Linked DNA regions of Mus musculus: region 2 is linked to region 1. The links are chromatin contacts, called in public HiCAR-type maps. All regions are on one chromosome and are shown on one strand. The core of a region is the stretch at or near the end of the contact, and the rest is flanking DNA. Distances in the headings are between cores, read along the strand shown. Region 1 holds the start of Lrrc75b (leucine rich repeat containing 75B). Region 2 holds the start of Icosl (icos ligand).

What was found. HiCAR-type assays count read pairs that join an accessible place to other places.
Region 2: a contact with region 1 is called in a HiCAR-type map of astrocytes, with 3 times the contacts expected there. The contact joins the promoter of Icosl here to the promoter of Lrrc75b in region 1. A contact is called at or near these places in 2 of 39 promoter capture datasets (both in liver) and 1 of 115 datasets of contacts at active chromatin or transcription factors (astrocytes).

The regions. Positions count from the first base shown.
Region 1 is chr10:75,558,960-75,561,659 of GRCm38.p6, forward strand. It overlaps Lrrc75b (leucine rich repeat containing 75B), which reads right to left and starts at 1,371. Exons shown (of 4, transcript NM_198860.2): 1 at 997-1,371. The coding sequence starts at 1,161. It also overlaps a transcript of Ggt1 not described here.
Region 2 is chr10:78,067,993-78,070,692 of GRCm38.p6, forward strand. Icosl (icos ligand) reads left to right here and starts at 1,376. Exons shown (of 7, transcript NM_015790.3): 1 at 1,376-1,543. The coding sequence starts at 1,533. Gm51775 (a long non-coding RNA gene) reads right to left here and starts at 2,483. Exons shown (of 3, transcript XR_003948913.1): 1 at 2,468-2,483.

The DNA of each region.
Region 1 (2,700 bases), core at 121-2,620:
TCTCTCTCTCTCTCTCTCTCTCTCTCTCTCTCTCTCTCTCTCTCTCTCTCTTGCATTATAGGTTGGTCCTGAACTTGCTTTATAGCTGAGGATGACCTTGAACTCCTAATCTCTTGCCTCCCCCTCCCAAGTGATGGGGAATACAAACATACACCACCATGCCTGGTTTATCCTGTTTTCTGGGGACAGAGCTGAGTCCTCTCAAATTCCATAATATCGAACTGCATCCCTAGCCCCGCCTTCTCTCAGCTTTCTGTCTGGGTCCTGGCTCATCATTTCTCCCAGCTTCTCTAACTCTAAGCGGCTACTACCTTCACGGTGGGAGGGAGCATCAGCTACAGCCGAGGGTGAAGAGGCTGAGTAGGAAGTGATTTGCCTAGGGGTCATGCTGGGACAGGCATCCCTGTCTCCCTAGGGCAACTCAGGGCTCAGGAAATCTGGCTAAGGTACCGAATGTGTCTCCCAAAGGGCCAGATGTGGCGATGCAATGTACAAATGTGGTTGTGTATCCTCGGTGGGCTCAAGCTGCCTGTCAGAAAGGTGCGTGCGCTGTGGCTTTGTCTGGGCTGTTATGGTATCTGTCTCCTGACCATCGGGGCTACGCCTCCCAGGACCTCTTCTCCCAGATCTGCTGCTTCCTTTCTTCCTGCAGGATGGGGAGCTGCATTCTTCCCATTGTCCTTTAGTGAGAGATGCCCACTCCGGCTCTCGAAAAGGTCCAAATCTGGGCTCTTAGCTCCAGACTGGAGGTCCCTCAACACACACACTCAACACGTCAGACTTCAAATCCCAGTGTCCCAACGTGCCAGCCCCATCTTTAGCAAGCAATCCACCAGCCCCACCTGGCCCCCCACTTTAATCTGCAACCTCCCTCCAGGCAAGAAGCACAACGCCTGCAAACCCCGCGTGCCGCTAGAAACGCACCCACCCCTGAGCCCGCAACCCCGGCCCCTCCCTGACACCCTCAATCCCGGGCCGCCCCGCTCTTTCTCTCGCCTGGCGCAGGAGGCGCAGCAGCTGCCGAGCGCGCTCCGGCCGCCGCTCCCGAAGCGTGGACTGGATCTCTCGCAGCCAGCGCACCCGGCGCTCGTAGGGCGCGGGCCCCGCACTCGGCGCCGCAGGGGCATCTGCTCTCGCCCGCCGCCCCAGCCGCGCCCCCATGGCCGCCGCGGGCGGGCGCCGGGAGGATGGAAGGGAGGCGGGTTAGCCGCGCCGCGCCCCGCCCGGGATGCGCGGGATGGGCAATGCCGGGTCTACGGCTGCGCGCCCAAGCACTGGCCGCCAGCGTGGAGCCCAGGGTCACTCCTCTTTGGCAGAGGTTTCGTTGTCGAGGGCCCCGCCCGCGTACGACCTGGTGTTGGAGCTCTTCCCGGGAGCAGCCAGGGCGGACGCTGCGGAGGACAAGGTGGCATTTGGCACCTCTCAATCATGTGGCCCCAGTCGGGGCTGACTTGGGGGGGAAAATCGTCGTCTGTCTGTACAAAAAGTGCTTCAGGCGGGTGAGGGTGCTTTAGGCAAAGCCTGCACCCTGTTTCAGGAATCGCCCCTGCAAGCAAGTGGATCCATCTGCCTTGTCCACTCAGTGTGGGTGTTAGCAGCCTCGGCAAATACCGGATGATACTTACTGCTCAGAGGAGGACAGAAGCAGGCCTAGGCAGGCTGAGCATAGTTGGCTTCCTCTGATCCCCCCATGCCTGAGAGATGAACAGGCTAAGCCCAGCTCTGGGCAGCCTGGCGCCAGGCCCTGCATATATGTTCCTGGTTCTAAAGGGTCCCTGACTCCTCTGAAGAGCATCTAGCTCCTGTGGGGGTTTCCTCAGCAGTTCCTGTTGGAAGCCTGATGCTCGATGCAGCCACACACGATCCCGGTTTCTCATATTACAGAGGAGGGGGCTTTTGTGGCTTTGCACTCTAGACTCTGCCCCCCTCACCCCTCCTCCTAATTAAAAAACATGTGTCCGGCCTGAGTCTGGGATGCACGGCGGGGCAAGTGTGCAAGCCTAGCTGAAGGATGTGAGAGTAGACCCATCCTAGGGCATTTAGTGAGAGATACCTGCCAGAATCCTTCCTTTGGGTCAAGCAATGCTTGACCAGAAACTGAAGGTAGAGGTGAGAGACTGGATGTCAGGCTTTGTGATGCCCTAGGACTGAGACCCTCAGACATGGCAGAAGTCAGCATCCTTCCTGATTCTTGGACCTTCTTCCCCCGCTACCCTCCACGCAGCCTCCCATCCCCTCCTCTGCAGCATCATTGTCCTAGGGCCGGCCACCTTGGCACGACAGGTTTCCTCCCTGGCAAACCTGCATGACGACCCAGTCTGCCCTCTGCCAGGGCCAAGGCTGTGGCTGAATTGACAGTGTGCGAATGCCAGAGCTTTGAGCTTCCAGTCCAAGTATCCCAGGGCCTTCTCAGACCCCCTTGTCCAGAGCTGAGAGCCAGGTAAACCCTCTTCTTCCCTGCATCCTCGGGGCTGGAGACAGACATGGATTCCTCCCAGATCCTGACCGTGTTGTTTCCGGAGGCTAAGCCAGGGCTAGGCATCATACCTTGGAGTGCGAGAAGAGGAAGGTGGGAGCCAAGGGGGAGGAGAAAGCAGGGAGGGAGGGAAGGCTGGACACTAAGCTAGAAAGAAAGGAGCTGGCCTGGACTGGAAGTGTCACAATGCCTAGAACTTAGTCCTGTGGCAGGTAGAGGACTGC
Region 2 (2,700 bases), core at 126-2,625, 2.5 Mb after region 1:
CTCTCTCTCTCTCTCTCTCTCTCTCTCTCTCTCTCCTCTCTCTCTCTCTCCTCTCTCTCTCTCTCTCTCCCCCTCCCTCCCTCCCTCCCTTTCTTTTTTTTTCAAGACAGGGTTTCTCTGTGTAGCCCTGGCTGTCCTGGAACTCACTCTGTAGACCAGGCTGGCCTCGAACTCAGAAATCCACCTGCCTCTGCCTCCCAAGTGTTGGGATTAAAGGCATGCGCCACCACTGCTCGGCTTCTTTTTCTTTTCTTTTCTTTTCTTTTCTTTTCTTTTCTTTTCTTTTCTTTTCTTTTCTTTTCTTTTCCTTTTTTCTTTTTTCTTTTCTTCTTCTCTTCTCTTCTCTTCTCTTCTCTTCTCTTCTCTTCTCTTCTTTCCTCCTCCTCCTCCCCGCCTCCTCCTCCACCTTCTCTTCCTTTTCTTTTTCGAGACAGGGTTTCTCTGTGTAGCCCTGACTGTCCTAGAACTCACTCTGTAGACCAGGCTAGCCTCAGACTCAAGAGATCCACCTGCCTGCCTCTCCCTGGCCTCCCGCATTCTCAATTCACTGGCAGGTGGGGCGGGGAGGGGGCGTGGGGGTTGAGGGAGAGCAGGGAATGGGGTGAGAAGAGAGTCCTGAGCTTAGACACAGGCTCAACGCTTATGAACCGTTAAGGCTCTCCCAGAGTGAGTGCCAGAGAGCACGAGGCTGGGAACAGGATTGCCAAGTCTGGCTGGCTTTGGAGGAGAAAATGGACACTTCATTCTGTGTTCCACAACTTTATCCCTCACCAAGCCTTCGAAGTTGGGTGATGGGAGATCTGGACAAGAGTGGAGCCCGTCTTCTCCTCCCTTTCTCCCTCCTGCTGGCCCCTCTCTCCTCCCACTCGCCTGGCTTTCACTTTTTAATTCCTAGTCGTTAGGTTTTCTGATCATCTACGGTCTTTGGTCAGCCCCAGGTCCGGGCTTTGAACCTTGGTTCATCTTCTACAAGACAGGGCCCAACATCGGGCTCTAAAAGAGGGACGCAGGGACCAGGCCGGGAATGTTCTGGGCAGCGTTGGGGGGGGGGGGGGTGGGGGGTGCAGCGGCTGAGTTTCCTGTCTTCCCACCCTCACCCTAAGCCTCAGTGCCCAGACTTTCGGCCGCACCGGAGCCGGCCCTCCTTTTGCCCTCGCCGGGATCCACAAACCACCCCACACCCTGGCACCTGTAACTCATGCCCAAGTCTCCGACCCTGCTCAGCAGCCGATTGGGTTACTTTCGGGAGCGGGAGAGCGGAGGCGGAGCTCCCCGCCTCCAACCCCCGCTCGGAGGTGGCCGGAGGGATGGGCCGAGGGCGGGATCCCGCCTGTGCCCAATTAGCCAGGCGCGCAGCGCTAGCGAGCGCAGTTACAGCGGGTCTCCTGCCGCCAAAGCCTCAAGAACCCCAGATTTCAGCGCCCCAAGCCTGGAAGCTCCCCAGTTCTTCGTGGCCCCCAACAGCTCCGGAACCCCAGCCGCTGCAACTCTCCGCGTCCGAAATCCAGCACCCCGCAGTCTGCGCTCGCACCATGCAGCTAAAGTGAGTCCGTTCGCTGTTGTGTCCCGTGAGTGGGGTGGGGGAGCCGGGGACCCACCCGAACTAGGACTGAGATTGCCCGACGCTAGCGCAGCGGCTCTGTACCGGCGCAGATGTGCCCAGTTCCGGACGGCTAGCGGCCACACCTGGACCTGCCGGCTTGGACGGCAGGGGGCGGCGCAGGGCTAACCCGCTGCACCCGCGGACCAGACCCCGGCGCGTGGGCGGCTGTAGGCGGAGGAAGGGCAAGAGCCGGTACTGAAGGTGAAAACTCATAGCAGCCATGGGCACTGGCTTAGCCGCCGCCGCCCTTCTCCCTGTTGATTTCCCAGAAGGGAGGATGTGTGTTACCTCAAAGGCCAGCTGATACCCAGTGCATGGGGACAGGACACCTCCTTGTACACTTGACTTCCCTCACAGATCCAGACTGGGCAGGGGAAGTGGGAGGTGTGTAGGAGGGGTGTGTGTGTGTGTGTGAGAGAGAGACAGTTTTGCGCTCCGGCGTTTTGCAAATATTTCCCTCAGGCACTTGTACCGTAGACACTCCATCTCCACTGGCTACTTGCTGAGGTCCTCAGTCCACAAGTGTCCTAACCACAGAGTCTCCAGGGATAGAAAAGGGGAGACCTTGCAGGCTACCGAGTGCCTGCTGGCCAGTGGCTGGCTTGAGTTTGTGGTTTGCCCACTAATCATTCCTGGGGACACCCCCCCCCCCCCGTGTGTGCGTGTGTGTGTGTGTCCATCCATCCCTCCCTGTGGCTTCCCAAGGGTTTCTTTTGAGACAATCTTCTGAGAATTTCAGGGCTGCTGTTGAAAGAGAGGGAGAATTTTTGGTTGGTTGGTTGGTTGGTTGGTTGGTTGGTTGGTTGGTTGGTGTTTTTTTGAGACAGGGTTTCTCTGTGTAGCCCTGGCTGTCCTGGAACTTACTCTGTAGACCAGGCTGGCCTCAAACTCAGAAATCTGCCTGCCTCTGCCTCCCAAGTGCTGGGATTAAAGGCGTGCGCCACCACTGCCTGGCTGAGAGTGAGGTTTTATAAAAGGTGTGTGGGCAACTGTGAAGTGTCTGTGACCTGCTGCAGGGTCTTAGCCCCTATAGAGAGTCTCCATAGAACAGACGGCCTTGGGAGACTAGGCAAACTCTGGCTAAAGTATCCAAGACT